Regions from separate parts of the Mus musculus genome. Here all the other regions are linked to region 1. A link is a contact called in public promoter capture Hi-C data. All regions are on one chromosome and are shown on one strand. Each heading gives the region's core, a stretch centred on a gene start, on an enhancer-like site or on the middle of the called end of the contact. The rest is flanking DNA. Distances are from core to core; before and after follow the strand shown.

What was found. Promoter capture Hi-C pulls out the DNA fragments that hold promoters and counts their contacts.
Region 2: a contact with region 1 is called in a promoter capture Hi-C map of embryonic stem cells, with 2.9 times the contacts expected there. The contact joins the promoter of Slc25a28 here to the promoter of Fgf8 in region 1. A contact is called at or near these places in 2 of 39 promoter capture datasets (embryonic stem cells and hippocampal neurons).
Region 3: a promoter capture Hi-C map of hippocampal neurons shows a contact between it and region 1, with 5 times the contacts expected there. The contact joins the promoter of Nkx2-3 here to the promoter of Fgf8 in region 1. A contact is called at or near these places in 6 of 39 promoter capture datasets (cranial neural crest, embryonic stem cells, frontonasal cranial neural crest and 3 more), 4 of 484 Hi-C or Micro-C datasets (all in embryonic stem cells), 2 of 115 datasets of contacts at active chromatin or transcription factors (embryonic midbrain and neural tube) and 2 of 9 other capture datasets (embryonic tail and embryonic trunk).

Annotation. Positions count from the first base shown.
Region 1 is chr19:45,740,487-45,744,507 of GRCm38.p6, forward strand. Fgf8 (fibroblast growth factor 8) reads right to left here and starts at 2,398. Exons shown (of 6, transcript NM_001166361.1): 1 at 2,167-2,398; 2 at 2,030-2,066; 3 at 1,425-1,511; 4 at 1,013-1,193. The coding sequence starts at 2,198. RefSeq lists enhancers at 1-1,165, 1-743.
Region 2 is chr19:43,673,031-43,677,030 of GRCm38.p6, forward strand. Slc25a28 (solute carrier family 25, member 28) reads right to left here and starts at 1,851. Exons shown (of 4, transcript NM_145156.1): 1 at 1,446-1,851. The coding sequence starts at 1,736. BC037704 (cDNA sequence BC037704) reads left to right here and starts at 2,148. Exons shown (of 1, transcript NR_045645.1): 1 at 2,148-4,000.
Region 3 is chr19:43,609,531-43,613,709 of GRCm38.p6, forward strand. Nkx2-3 (NK2 homeobox 3) reads left to right here and starts at 2,795. Exons shown (of 2, transcript NM_008699.2): 1 at 2,795-3,319. The coding sequence starts at 2,971. It overlaps Gm20467 (a long non-coding RNA gene), which reads right to left and starts at 2,526. Exons shown (of 4, transcript XR_001782682.2): 1 at 2,272-2,526; 2 at 1,572-1,660; 3 at 872-1,380; 4 at 1-316.

The DNA of each region.
Region 1 (4,021 bases), core at 1,148-3,647:
AGGAAACGTTAAAAAAGGTGAAAGTAAGAATAGTTTTAATCGCTCTGCCAGACGCGGGGGTCTCTCCAGAGATTCGCAGAGAACAATCCTGAGCCTCTCTCTCTCTCTCTTTTTAACATTTACAGACTTGCAACTCCTTTCAAACTCTACATCTGAAAAAGAAAACGCCTGGTTCTTTTTCTGTTTTATATCATTCTCCATTTTTCTTCTTAGCTCTTAAAATGCCTCACCTTTTTATTACATTTTAATAGAGTTTTCCTTTCTCCTTTCATGCTCGCTTAAGTTGGTCATTATTTAAAGGTTTTTAAACTTACAATATCCCACTCTCTAAAAACAACACCAGCCACCCTGAGGGTTTGGCTTCCTTGTGGTACATCCAAGGAGTCTGGAAATTGGCCCCATTTCAAGACAAGAATATTGAATGTTGTAGAAATCAATCAGTTCTCAGCCCCTGCCCCAGTAGCTCCCTGTACTCAGCAGCCCTGCGGGAAGCCGCCAGCCGACTCAGTCCCCTGGGGTATCCACAGTGGAGCCCGGAGTCTAACTTGCAGGCCGAGTCTCCCTGTGCAATTGACCCTTCTGATCAGTTAGCAGTTCTGTCCCTTTTTCAAACTGGGCGAACTGGGGGATTTCTCTACTTTCTTTTTCCCACTCTCCTTTTGTGGGCCCTGGCGACATATCCTCTTTCAAGAACTCCCCTTAAATTTGGGCCTCTCCTCTGAACCCTCTGCCTCCACCTGCAGCCGGGTAGAGGTGTGTGAAGATTGTAAGGGAGACTCCTGGATTCATTCATTTGCGGAGCAGGGAAGAGAGGGCACCTGTTGGCCTCGTCCTCCCCAGGGTCCCTTCCCCACTATTCTCTCCAGCTGACCCCAAGGCACCTTTTCGTCTTAACTCCTTCCCTTCTCAGGTGGAGAGCCCGCAGGCCTTTCTGGCTGATGCAGCTGGGGCTGGCAAGGGGCGGCGAGGTCCAAGCTACCTCTCCTCTCCAGGGTCCGGGAATGCACCTTACCGAAGGGGTCTCCGTCTTCTGCCATGGCGTTGATGCGCTTGTTGGCCAGGACCTGCACGTGCTTCCCGCTGGTGCGGCTGTAGAGCTGGTAGGTCCGGATGAGGCGGCGGCTGAGCTGATCCGTCACCAGGCTCTGCTCCCTCACATGCTGTGTAAAATTAGGTGAGGACTGAACAGTTACCTTTAGGAAATTGAAAAATACACAGCACGCCATTATAACGCTACTCCGCCCAGGGGCCCCGAGTTGGTCCCCATTGCCCTTGTACCCGCCTCCCGCCGCGCCAGGCAGCCAGCGGGGACTGGGGGCATCCCCACAACATGCCGGCTCAGGCCACCAACCCCCTCGGGGAAGTCGCGCAGACCCAGCCCAGGATGGATGGATGAACCCGGGAATGAGGGAGTCTGGACCCACCTGTTGGGAAACACCCTGGGGCTCCCGGCCAGCTCGGAGCAGGGAAGTGGGCTCCCTGCCCAGCGCAGGCCCCCCGCCCGGGCCTTCCTAGAGGAGCAGGGTGCTTTTAAGTAGCGAGGCAACGCTACCCGACCCGTGACATTTATAAAGACAAATTTACGGAGCAAATGTTGAGAATGCAAAGGGCCTAGGTTAACACGATCGTTGGCCCAAACCGGCCACAGGTCTCCCCAGAGAGCAGCGGCGAGGATATTCGCTGCAACTACATCCCAACTACCCTTGACAAGGAACACCCGCTGACTCCAGCTCCCGCCTTCCTAGGAGGCCAGGTGTGGCTACAGGTAGCCTTCCCATCCACCCGAACTGGCCAGTCGCTGGGCTCAAGACCCTTGGGTTCTAGTCTCTCCACTCACTCGCTGTGTGACTTTAGGCAGGACACTGTCTCTCTGTTCCTTAGATCCCTCCTCGGGGTAGTTTGGGGCTGGATTTGTAAAGTTCTTTCCAGCCCTGCTGCGCTGGCCGAAGGGTCGGTCCTCGTGTCCCTGCCCGAGAGTGTCAGCTGGGTTCCCCGCGCCCGGCCCCCGCTTCTGCGCAGCGCTCCTTACCTGGGCTTGGAGGCAGAGAACCAGCAAGTGCAACAGCCTGTGGGAGACAAAAGCGGGCAGGAAAGAGGCGCGGGGTGAGCGGAGAGGGCTCGGCGGGCGCTGGCCGACGGGGACGCGGGGGCGACCGCGGTACTCACAGGCAGCTCAGCGCGGAGCGGGGGCTGCCCATGGCGCGCGGCCCCGGGAGCACTGAGAGCCCGAGCGGGGTCACGCCGTCCCACTGGAGGCCGCGGGGGGACAAGCCGAAGGTGCGGAGGCTGAGGGAGGTCGGGGTGCGGGAGGCCAGCGGCTATCCCGACGCGGCTCGTGGAATGTCGTGCTCGCCGCGCGCGCCGAACCCCTCTGAGCCGCTGCTGGAGCCGGTGGCCGCTGGCTGCTCAGGAGCCCGAGCAGGCGGGAGGGTAACGGGCCTGTGGGGTGGGTGGGGAGGTGGGAAGGGAGGGGGAGGGCAGGGGCGGGGGGCGCCGCACCGGCCGCGAGGGGGGAGCGCGGGGCGGGCGGCCGGAGCCCGCACCCCCGGCTGGGCGCTGGGGCCGGGTCGCCGCCCGGGGCGGGGGCGGGGCGGCCGGGGGCGGGGCGGCGGGCAGAGCAGGGATTGGGGGGTCTGGCCCAGGGGAGGGGTCTAGGGACCCGCGGGAGGGGCGGGGGCGGCTGGTGTGGGCGCCTCCCACTACCCTTGCCTGTCTCTTCCAGCGTTCCGGGGGCGGGATCGTCCAGGGATTGGGGGGCGTCTGGGACAACATGTTTAGTGGGGTCCCGTACACTTGAGTCCTGCAGGACTGTTGATCTGCTTAGGGTCGGGTCTGCTTATCTCTGGCCTCCTAGAAGGTCTCTGGGTCGCCTAATGTGTGCTGCGGTCGCACGCGCCCCTCTTGGGAGCCTGCAGCTAACAGTGAACTGGGCCCCGGTGCTGAGCGTCCCCTTGGGCGCCACTGGAACCCGGTGCCTTCACCTTTCTAAAAACCCAACCCCGCTGGTTTTCTGTCTCACAGTCTCCAAAGAGGCTCTGGGAGGGAGAAATGCCCCTTGCCACCCCATTATCACCTTCAGCCTTGCTCCTGTCCATCCAACTGCACTAGTCTATAAAGCTTAAGAAAAACCTTGAAGCGTCTATGTGGTAAGAGCTCAGGGGTCTCTGAAGGACCCACAGCCACTGCTTCTGAGCAATTAGCAGGGGCAAAAATAACTACGTTCAGCAACATTCAGGACACGGACCCAAGCTGCCTAGCCTTTCCCCTTCTGAGTTCCAGGTTTTCCTTGAGCAGGTACCTGGTGTCTTGTGTCACTTGGAAGAGGGAGGTGCTGGTGAGAAGGTAGAGACTTCTGTAAGCCTTTTCAAGCCCGTCGCCCCATTGCTTTCTCCATAGGGTTTCTGGGAACCCTGAGCCACTATTTTGTTACCGCAGGCACAGAGATTTCCCAGGCCAGGTATTTTTGAAGACCAGGTGGCTCCGTGGATGTACCACCCAGCTCTGCCTTCATCCACAGCCTCCCCTCTACTGATCCTCTGTGCCTCCGGGGTAGAACTAGGGGTTTGCGGTGGCCCCAGAAAGTCTTTGTAGGCTAAAGAGAGGCAAGCAGGCCCTTGTCAGTCCCCATCCGGTTCGGCCTGCCGCCCCCCTTTTATGCATCCCATCTTGCAAATGCAAACACGGAGTAATATATATATATATATATATATATATATATATATATATATATATGGTTAGGGGAGTCCATCTCAGCCCTTCAAGTGCTGAGCAATATAGAGAAGAACTGGTTCCAAGGAGACAGTCTCAGCCCTCCTCAGAGTAGACTTCCTGAGCTCATAGGTGAGTCTCCTCACAAATTCTGTTCCCCGCTGTTTTGATCCACCCAGACCTGGAGGTGAGGGAGGAATCTGTCTTACAGGCCCAAGGATTGAAGCTCAGGGCAGAGCTGTAGCTCTGCAGGTAGTGTTGGATGGATGGATGGGGGCCACCTGACTGAGCCATTAGACTATCTTCCACCTTT
Region 2 (4,000 bases), core at 601-3,100, 2.1 Mb before region 1:
GGTAAGTCACAGCACGTTATCTGGGAAACGCTGCTACCCAAGGAACACCTCCAGCCTTAACTCCAGGTCACGGTCTAGTTCTCTCCAGTGGCAAGGACATTTAAAATGCTCATGTTTACCTCAGTCAGGTGCACTTAGCCTGCTAGGAGCTAACCTGGAGTGTACTGAAAACCCTGGCCAACTCAATGCCATTCACAAAAGTTCAGGAACTCTCTCTCCATCACCCAAACTCATTCACAAAACCTCGGGAGCACTTTCCCTAGTTCCTTATCCACTTTACAAATGAAAATGCAAAACAGTACTGAATCCAGGGGCAAGCAGAAGAAAGTGATTTTTGCATGGCTGACGTGGATGCTATCCTAAACGGGAAAGCATCCATCAAAGAGCTGACAGGCCAGTGCCTACACAAGTGGTGTAAAGAAAGCATCGACGATTTCAAGAACCCCCTTGAAGTTACTGCCCTTTCAGTAGCTGGCATCTCGACTCAAGCACAAGTCTAAGAACAGCAAGGAAAAACAATGTTTCCATTTTCCCCCAGGCTTCTTCCCAGAGACCTGACCTGTATGTGTATTAACCGTCCTGCTTGGTTGTGGATGCAGTTGGCTTTACGTCCAGCCCTGAGCGTACCCTGATAATCTCATTCTGTTTCTCCACATCTGCTTTCTAATATCATCACACTTCCCTCCAGCTGTTTTCCTTTTTGTCAAATTCAGGGGCCCAACGAAAGAGACTATCAGTTTCACCTCTGTTGTGTAAGGGGCTGATGCACTTGCTCCCTCAACATAGAATCTTAGTCCCAGCTCAATTTTTACGTTCAGGAAATAGATGGGCTACCAATCTTGCCTCGCAGAGAAACCGAAACCGTTTTTCTTAACATGCCTTATTCCCACATCCATTCCAGTCTGGAACTCTCACTTTTGACTGCACAATGATTTTTTTTTCAACCACTCCCAGGTTAAGATTTAATACGTACTTTTATCTAGCTGAGAGATCCCAGATTCCGGTTCCTGCCCCGTCACTTTAAAGGAAAGACGCAGCAAGGAGCTTGTGAAAGCGCCGACCCGAAGCACATCTCAACCCAAGCTATCGGATAGAGTTCACCGTCTGATTTCATGCCAGCTGGTTTGTTATAGACTTACCTGTGCTTCGGGATCCCCCCCCCCCAATCCCATCCCATCCCTGCTTAGTCCCAATCGGGATCAAGTCTTTGGCTGACAAGATTTTTGCTTCGCCTCACTGACCGTTAGAAGTAAGTCCTGGTTCCTGACTGAGCTCATCTACCAGCCAGGACTTTGCTTGCACGGAGTATTGGCTCAAACCGTGTGTAGAGGTAGGAGCCAGGAAGAAACCTATCAGCTCTGGGTCTCAGTTGGGATTCTGGCTCTAAACAAGGTTCAGGGTCGGGTCAGCCCCAGGTCCGGTTCGCAGCCTGGTCCAGGTCTCACCTTGACGCAGTCGATCGGGTACATCACGCAATGCTCCAGGATCCCTGCCACGGCGCCCGCCACCATGTGCGTGGTGACAGTGGCTCCAGCCGGCAGCGCTTCGTATTCCGGGCCGGACTCCGGATCCAGCCGTACAGGGGGCTGATAGGCCCCCGCCTCCCCGCCGCCGGCCCCCCGGCCCACGCCCCGCTGCAGCCACCCGTCCAGCAGCGCCGACTCCCCGGGGCTCCGCCCGGGCCCAGCAGCTGGTCCTCCCGCCACGCCGCCTGCACTCCGCCCCTCCAACTCCATCCACTTCGGCCAGCCGCGGCGCCCACACGCGCCGCCGCTGCCGCCACCACTGCCGCCGCCCCCCGGCCCCGTTGCGTCCGCCTCAGGCGCGGCCCAGAGAGCCCGGGGCCTCCGGCTCCCGCTTGGCCCCGAGGACACGCCCCCCAGACAGCCATTGGTGTAGGCCCTAACGTGTCTCCGCCCCCTTTTTACGGAGCCAAAATGTATCTGTGTTATTCGTCAGATAGCTTGTCATTAGTCCCGTAGGTCCCACCCCTTCCCCTTTGATCTTGGAAGCGTCTTGTTTATTGGCTCTTGATTGGCGGACTTGCCCGATCGACCCGCCCCTAGCGTTTCGGAGGCGGGAGAAACGTAAAGCTGAACTTTGATAGGCTCAACCGCTCTAGCTACTTTGGCGGTGGCCATTGGCCCGAACCACTTCGTTCTTCCATTGGATGTGGAGAGAAGCGCCTGGAGGACAGGGACCGGCTCCCGGCTGTACCCCGGCGCGGCGTGCGTGGCGGTCGGGACTGCCGGGGAGAGGGGGCGGTGCCAGCCAGACCTTCAAGGTCAAACCGCTGTCGGTTGCCGTTAGGACGCGTGCTCTGGCGTGCACCGGGTGTCGAGTAGCACGGTGCGACTGTTCCCGCGGGATCTCAGGCGGGGGCGGAGTCAGCCCGGACCCTGCGTCCCCTGGCACGGCCCAACCCGCCGCTAGGGGAGATCGGCTGTGAGCCTCGGGTGGCTCTGGAGTGGTGTGCCATCAGCGCAGATCCGCTCGCCTTGGGCCTCCCACCCAAAGCCGCCTAGTGAACCCTCCAGTGGGTGGACCGATGAGCTCTCATTGGGTGGACTCTGCGTTGGGAAAGGAGAAGGCGAAATGGGATGGTTCGGAGGCGACGACAGGTGTCAGGGTCTTGGAGCACCATCCCAATCGCGGCAGAGCAACTGCTGATGCCTGGGAGTGGAGCTTGTTCCGAGACATACACTTGAACTTCGTATCCCGAGCTCGCTTGCTGATAAACTCCACCGGGTCTGATGGCTGTCCGCTCTCTCTCTCCGGGACCGCTGAGCTGCTGCTTCTTGAGAACCGCTCCCCGGTTGTAAAACGATGCTAGGGACGTCTGGTCCTCAGGGCCACTACCTTGAGCAGAAGCGGGCACTGAAGCGACTCTCGAGCCTCAGCCTCTACTGAGGAGCGAGGGCCCCTTTCCGCTCGCTGGTTCTGCAGGCTACCTCAGGCTCCCTTCTCAGCAGCGTGTTTGCACACGCTTCCCCAGTTTCTAGCTCTGCCTTTACAACCTATTTTAATGAGATGATGACGCAATTGCAAACTTTTCCATCTTTTCGTAGCGCTTCCTTAGAACGGTTGGAGGCTTTTCCATTTCCTCTCTAAAGCTTAGCCCTTCGGCGGACGGGTCTTTCAACTAATCTTTGGCAGTAGTTACTAACGTTTGTGTCGTGATCTCTTGGAAAATAAAGCTCTTAAGTTCCCAACCCCATCCCCAGTCACACACAAAACTGCTTTTTATTTCGGGTTTCAGCGTGAAGGAGATTCCGTTAACCTCGGGTTAAGAATTCTTCCCCACATCATATACAGACTTCTTGCTACCCTGCACTTTTCTCTGAGAGATGAATAGATCTCAAAAAAGCCTCCACCCCCCAGTCCTGTTAAAATATCAATTTTCTTCCCTGACAAATTAATGACAATGCCTGCTATATCCCGTCTCTTCTTATCATATTTACTTTTTTATGGTCCTAAAATGATCATCTCAGTTCAATGACTTCTCATGGTGAGAAATAATACTCTACATTGTCCTACAGTGACCCACACCTTAGAACTTTCTCCCCCAGGAAAGACTCCAGATACCAGCCTTTAGATTTCTAAGTCTCTTTCACCTTGCTAGCTACTGAAGTGGAGCATCCCTGGAGGCGGAAATGTTTATTAACAGTCTTTAATACAGTGCAGAAGTTTGCCATTCCAAACTCATTTTCCTCCCAGGGGCCTTCTTTCTGTTTTGCCTAGCCTACTTGCTTGTTTTTGTGGCATTGGAGAGCTAGGGAATGTCCAGCCACTCACTGCAGTGTGGCAGGGTGGTTCTGTCTACCTAGAGACGGATGGCACAGAGAGTGGCAAGCAAGGGTCAGTGATGAAAGATAGGGAGAAGAGCCTTGTAGAAGGAGAAACGGGTTACAACCACCCTAACTACCCTCGGGGGAGACACGTTTATTACTCGGGGTTAATGTATTTGCTTCCACAGCTGACTTTTATATGGGCACTTCCC
Region 3 (4,179 bases), core at 1,545-4,044, 2.1 Mb before region 1:
GGTGCCTGCTGCTGACGCGGGAAAGGGAGGCTACCTGGATGGAGTTGGCCTGCCTGGGATCCTTGTTGGGTACCCGCTACTTAGAAACCAGGATAAGTCAAGACTAGGCAATTTGGAAAGGGAAATTGGAAATGACCCCGAACTCGTCCGTCAGCTAGGCAAAAATCAAAGGGTGGGTGGAAGTCTCCAGTGGTGTGCTGGGATGGGGATGGGAAAGATGGGATTAGGCCATTGATACCACAAACTGGCGCGTTCACCAGAGAATTCTTACAGGCCCGGTCCTGTCCAGCCTGCTCTGAAGCAAGTTGGCCTGGATCTGCAAGAGAGAGAGAGAGAGCTGTCCACGTGTGTTTTGAGGATACTTGACCAGATAGAGGCGGCCAAGGGATTGGGAGGAGACGCCACGCGCCCCTGCAGGTAGGGAGCAGACAGCCATCTGCGCTAGCAGAGAGAAGAGGCCATAGTGAGCCTTCGGCCGCAGCAGGTGTGTGGGTGTTATCACTGAGCTTCAGGCATTGGACAGAGGTGAGGGTAGGGGGGTTCACCCAGCCAGGGTTCTGGGGCAAGGTTTAAGTGAGGCCGACCGCCCTTAGCAAGCAAGAAACCAAGCAAGAAAAATATGCGCTCCCGACAGAAGCAACGGCTTTTTATCTTTTCTTTGGTCCAGATCTTGAAATCACTTGAAAGCTAAGAAAAGTGGAGAGCAGAAAGGAACACAAGCATTTCTCTGCGATGGGTTTTGCCTTGCAGTTGGCTGCAGGGTGGGGAACTGAGACTGGAGCATGGTTTCCTTCTGGTCCTCTGTCTGGCAGCTGGGACGCGCAGCACGCGTCCACTCAAAGTCCCCCACCCTGCAGCGCGGCGCACTCACCCCACCTCTGGATGTTTGAGCTTCGGATCCACAGCAAAACCAGGCACACTCTTCCTTCCCTTGGTGGGCTGGCGGGCCCTTTGTAGAGACCACGGCCTCTGCCCGCAGCGTCTAGTTTCAAGTCTTAGAGCAAAAAGGCTCCTGCGACCAAGGAATGGTTTCAAGGAGCCGGGGCCTAACCACAGATGATCTTTCCCCATCTCCCCCAGAGCACGTGGAGGGAGCCTCGTACCAGCCTCCCGGGTGGCCCCACGAGCTGCCTCCCCGCTGTATTTCCGCTCCCCCCCCAAGAGCCCCGCCTCTCTCTCCTCCCAACCCGCAGTTCTTTCTTTCCAGGACCAAGGGCATCAACTCCTCTCGCTGCCGCCTCGGGGTTCCGCAAGGCCGCTCTCCACGTAATCCGCATTCATGCCCTGTCTACAAGTTTCCTAGGGCGTCGTCCTCGGTCACCGCGCCGCCATCCGGCGAACCCTTCTAGTTGAGGCCGGTCTCTCCCAAACTGTGAGGTTCTACGGGGGCGGGGGGGGGGGGAGGGAGGGAGAGAGAGAGAGAGAGAGAGAGAGAGAGAGAGAGAGAGAGAGAATAAATAAAAGCAAGGGCGGCCTACTGAGGAACCCTACGTTGAAAGCGGAACTAGTTTGGTTTTCCAAGGCCTGCTGCCCACACCTTTTGCTCTTAATCTCACAATAGTGCCCCTTACCACTCAGGGGCTAGGTATGTAGGCGGGTGGATACCAGAAGGTGGTCTCCATCAGGCAGTTTTCTGAATCTGAGGCTGCATTTAGTCTCCCTGCAGAACACAACCACGGTTTCAGAAAGAGAGAAATAAGGCGTTTCAGAAAGTTGAGGCCTAGGCTCGGGCTCCCGATTCCCTTCAGAAGGCTGCCTGAGCTGCAGCCACAGCGGGGGTCCCCTCCCTTCTGAGACCAGAGCCACCCAGTGTGTGCAGTGGAACACCAGCCCGGTCAGAATCAATGCAGGCAACAAACACTGCTCTGACCTCCCACAAAGAACAAGGGTAGTTACAAGTATTGAGCTCTTTGCTTTAAGTAGACAACTGTGCTATGCTTCCGGCCTGGTTATCCTTTAAAAAACAAAAACAAAAAAACTCCAACAATAACCCTAGAAGAGGCAATTCGGCTCCTTTATATTGACCAGGAAACTGAGAACGTCCAAAACCAAATACTGACTCAGGCCAGGCTTCGAAGCATAGAGCCTCTGCACACTAACAGAACTCGGTCGTCTTGTCTTCTACAGACCTGCTCTCTGAAGCCACTTCGAGGGCTGCAAGGGCAAGTACGGTCTGGACCCTGCCCTCAGGGACTCACAATCTAAAGTGACAATCGAGCGGACACTAAGTACAGCTTTGGCACTAGATGGGAGAGTGACAAGTGACATTACTGAGCAAGTTCCGAGGAAGAGGACCTCTAGGTGAGGTGATCTGGCGGAGTTTCCTTGGAGGTATTTAAGCTTTTCCTCGGAGAACAGCTTTCCACTGTGGAAATGAGGGTGGGAAAGGCACTCCAGGTGGCGAGGACAGCTAGAGCAAAGGTGAGGTGGAATTTGACACGTCGCTCATATTTCCACAGATACAACACTCCTCTCCTTAGAAATCCGCAGTCTGGCCTCTCAGAACTGCCCCTGGTCGGGAAGGTGCAGCCAGGTGGAGCGGGAATCGGTGATTCGGACACCCGGTTTTTTGCAGCTTTTCCCACCGCGACTTGGATCTCAGGACCCTATTCTAGTCCCTGTCTATTTCTGGTAGCGCAGCAACATCCCACTGGGTGGACGCAGAGGGCGTGGCCCACATACACAAGAACCAATTGGGAAGGAGGCCAGGATGCCGACCCCGCCCCTTGACGTGACGCAGGGCCCCCGGACAGAGGCTTCACAGCCCCGGCCCCAGTCCTTGCAGTGGCTGTAACAAAACCCAGACCCCCAGGTCCCGGCCAATGGAGGGGATTTAGACTGGACCGCGTCTGTCAAAAGCTCGACTCCGCACCACCGCGGAGTCCAGAAGAAGAGCTGGAGCCACCGCACTCCCTCCCCGCCCCCGCCGGGATTTATTGAGTATTTGGACTGGACAATTAAGTGGCCCTGATGATGTTACCAAGCCCGGTCACCTCCACCCCTTTCTCAGTCAAAGACATTTTGAATCTGGAGCAGCAGCGGCACTTCCACGGAGCTCACTTGCAGGCGGAATTGGAGCAGCACTTCCACTCGGCACCCTGCATGCTGGCCACGGCTGAAGGGACGCAGTTTTCCGATGCAGGGGAGGAGGACGAGGAAGAAGAGGGAGAGAAACTGTCCTATTTGAACTCACTAGCTGCTGCCGAGGGCCATGGAGATTCGGGTCTCTGTCCTCAGAGCTATGTCCATACAGTTCTCCGAGACGCTTGCAGCGGGCCCAAGGAACAAGAAGAGGAGGTTGTGAGCGAACGGAGCCAAAGTGAGTAGAGGGGGAAGGAAACGCGTCCGCACACCTGGGGCAATGGCTCAGCGCCTATAAACCCACAAACCGTGCCTGCATGGCCACCCGCCCCTTTCACATTCGGCTAGGGTCATGCCTATGCCAGGTTCAAGGACAGCTCTGCAAAGCACAGGTACCTGAGATGGTGCTGGGGCGGGGATAAAAGAGAAAGAGAGAACAGCTCTTGCCCGGAGCAGGGACCCGGAGCAGTCCCCGAGGGAAGGAAAAGTGATTATTGCAATCCTGGTTCCTTGAGTAATGAGTGACGGGGGCCCAGAGCCTGGGTCGTAACTTGTCCGTTGTGTGTGTGTTCTCTCGCACACCCATCTTCTCAAAAAAAAAGGGGGGGGTCAGTTTTCTGCCATTTTTCTGTCTTTCTTCTAACGTGAGGTGAATTCAGCGAGGCCAGGGCAGTCACCCCGGCTGTCCCGAAAAGGCAGTGCAAGAATGTTGTGTTTGGGCCATCCTTTCGGGCAAGACTTTGAGAGACACCAGCTTACTTCGGAGCTTGCAGTTCTTACGTTCGAACTGCAAGGAGGAGAGGTGGTGGCCAATGTGTGGGAGCTCGATCCATATCAGATGACGGCAGCAAGTCACACCCAGGAGGTGAAGGCCTCTGAAAAAAAATATCGTAATGCTCGCTTTGTTTCTTATACTGCAGGCGGAGTGGAATGGTTAAAGTTCCTGAATTAGTTCTGAGTGGGATTCTGGCCATTCAGCAGATCAGAGGTGGGGCAGGCAGGAGAATCAGATAATTGAATAAGCCCATAAGGAAATGTCTGAAAGGGAAACAGGATCAAATAATCTCTTCTCCGAGTGGAGATTTGATCTGGCTGAGA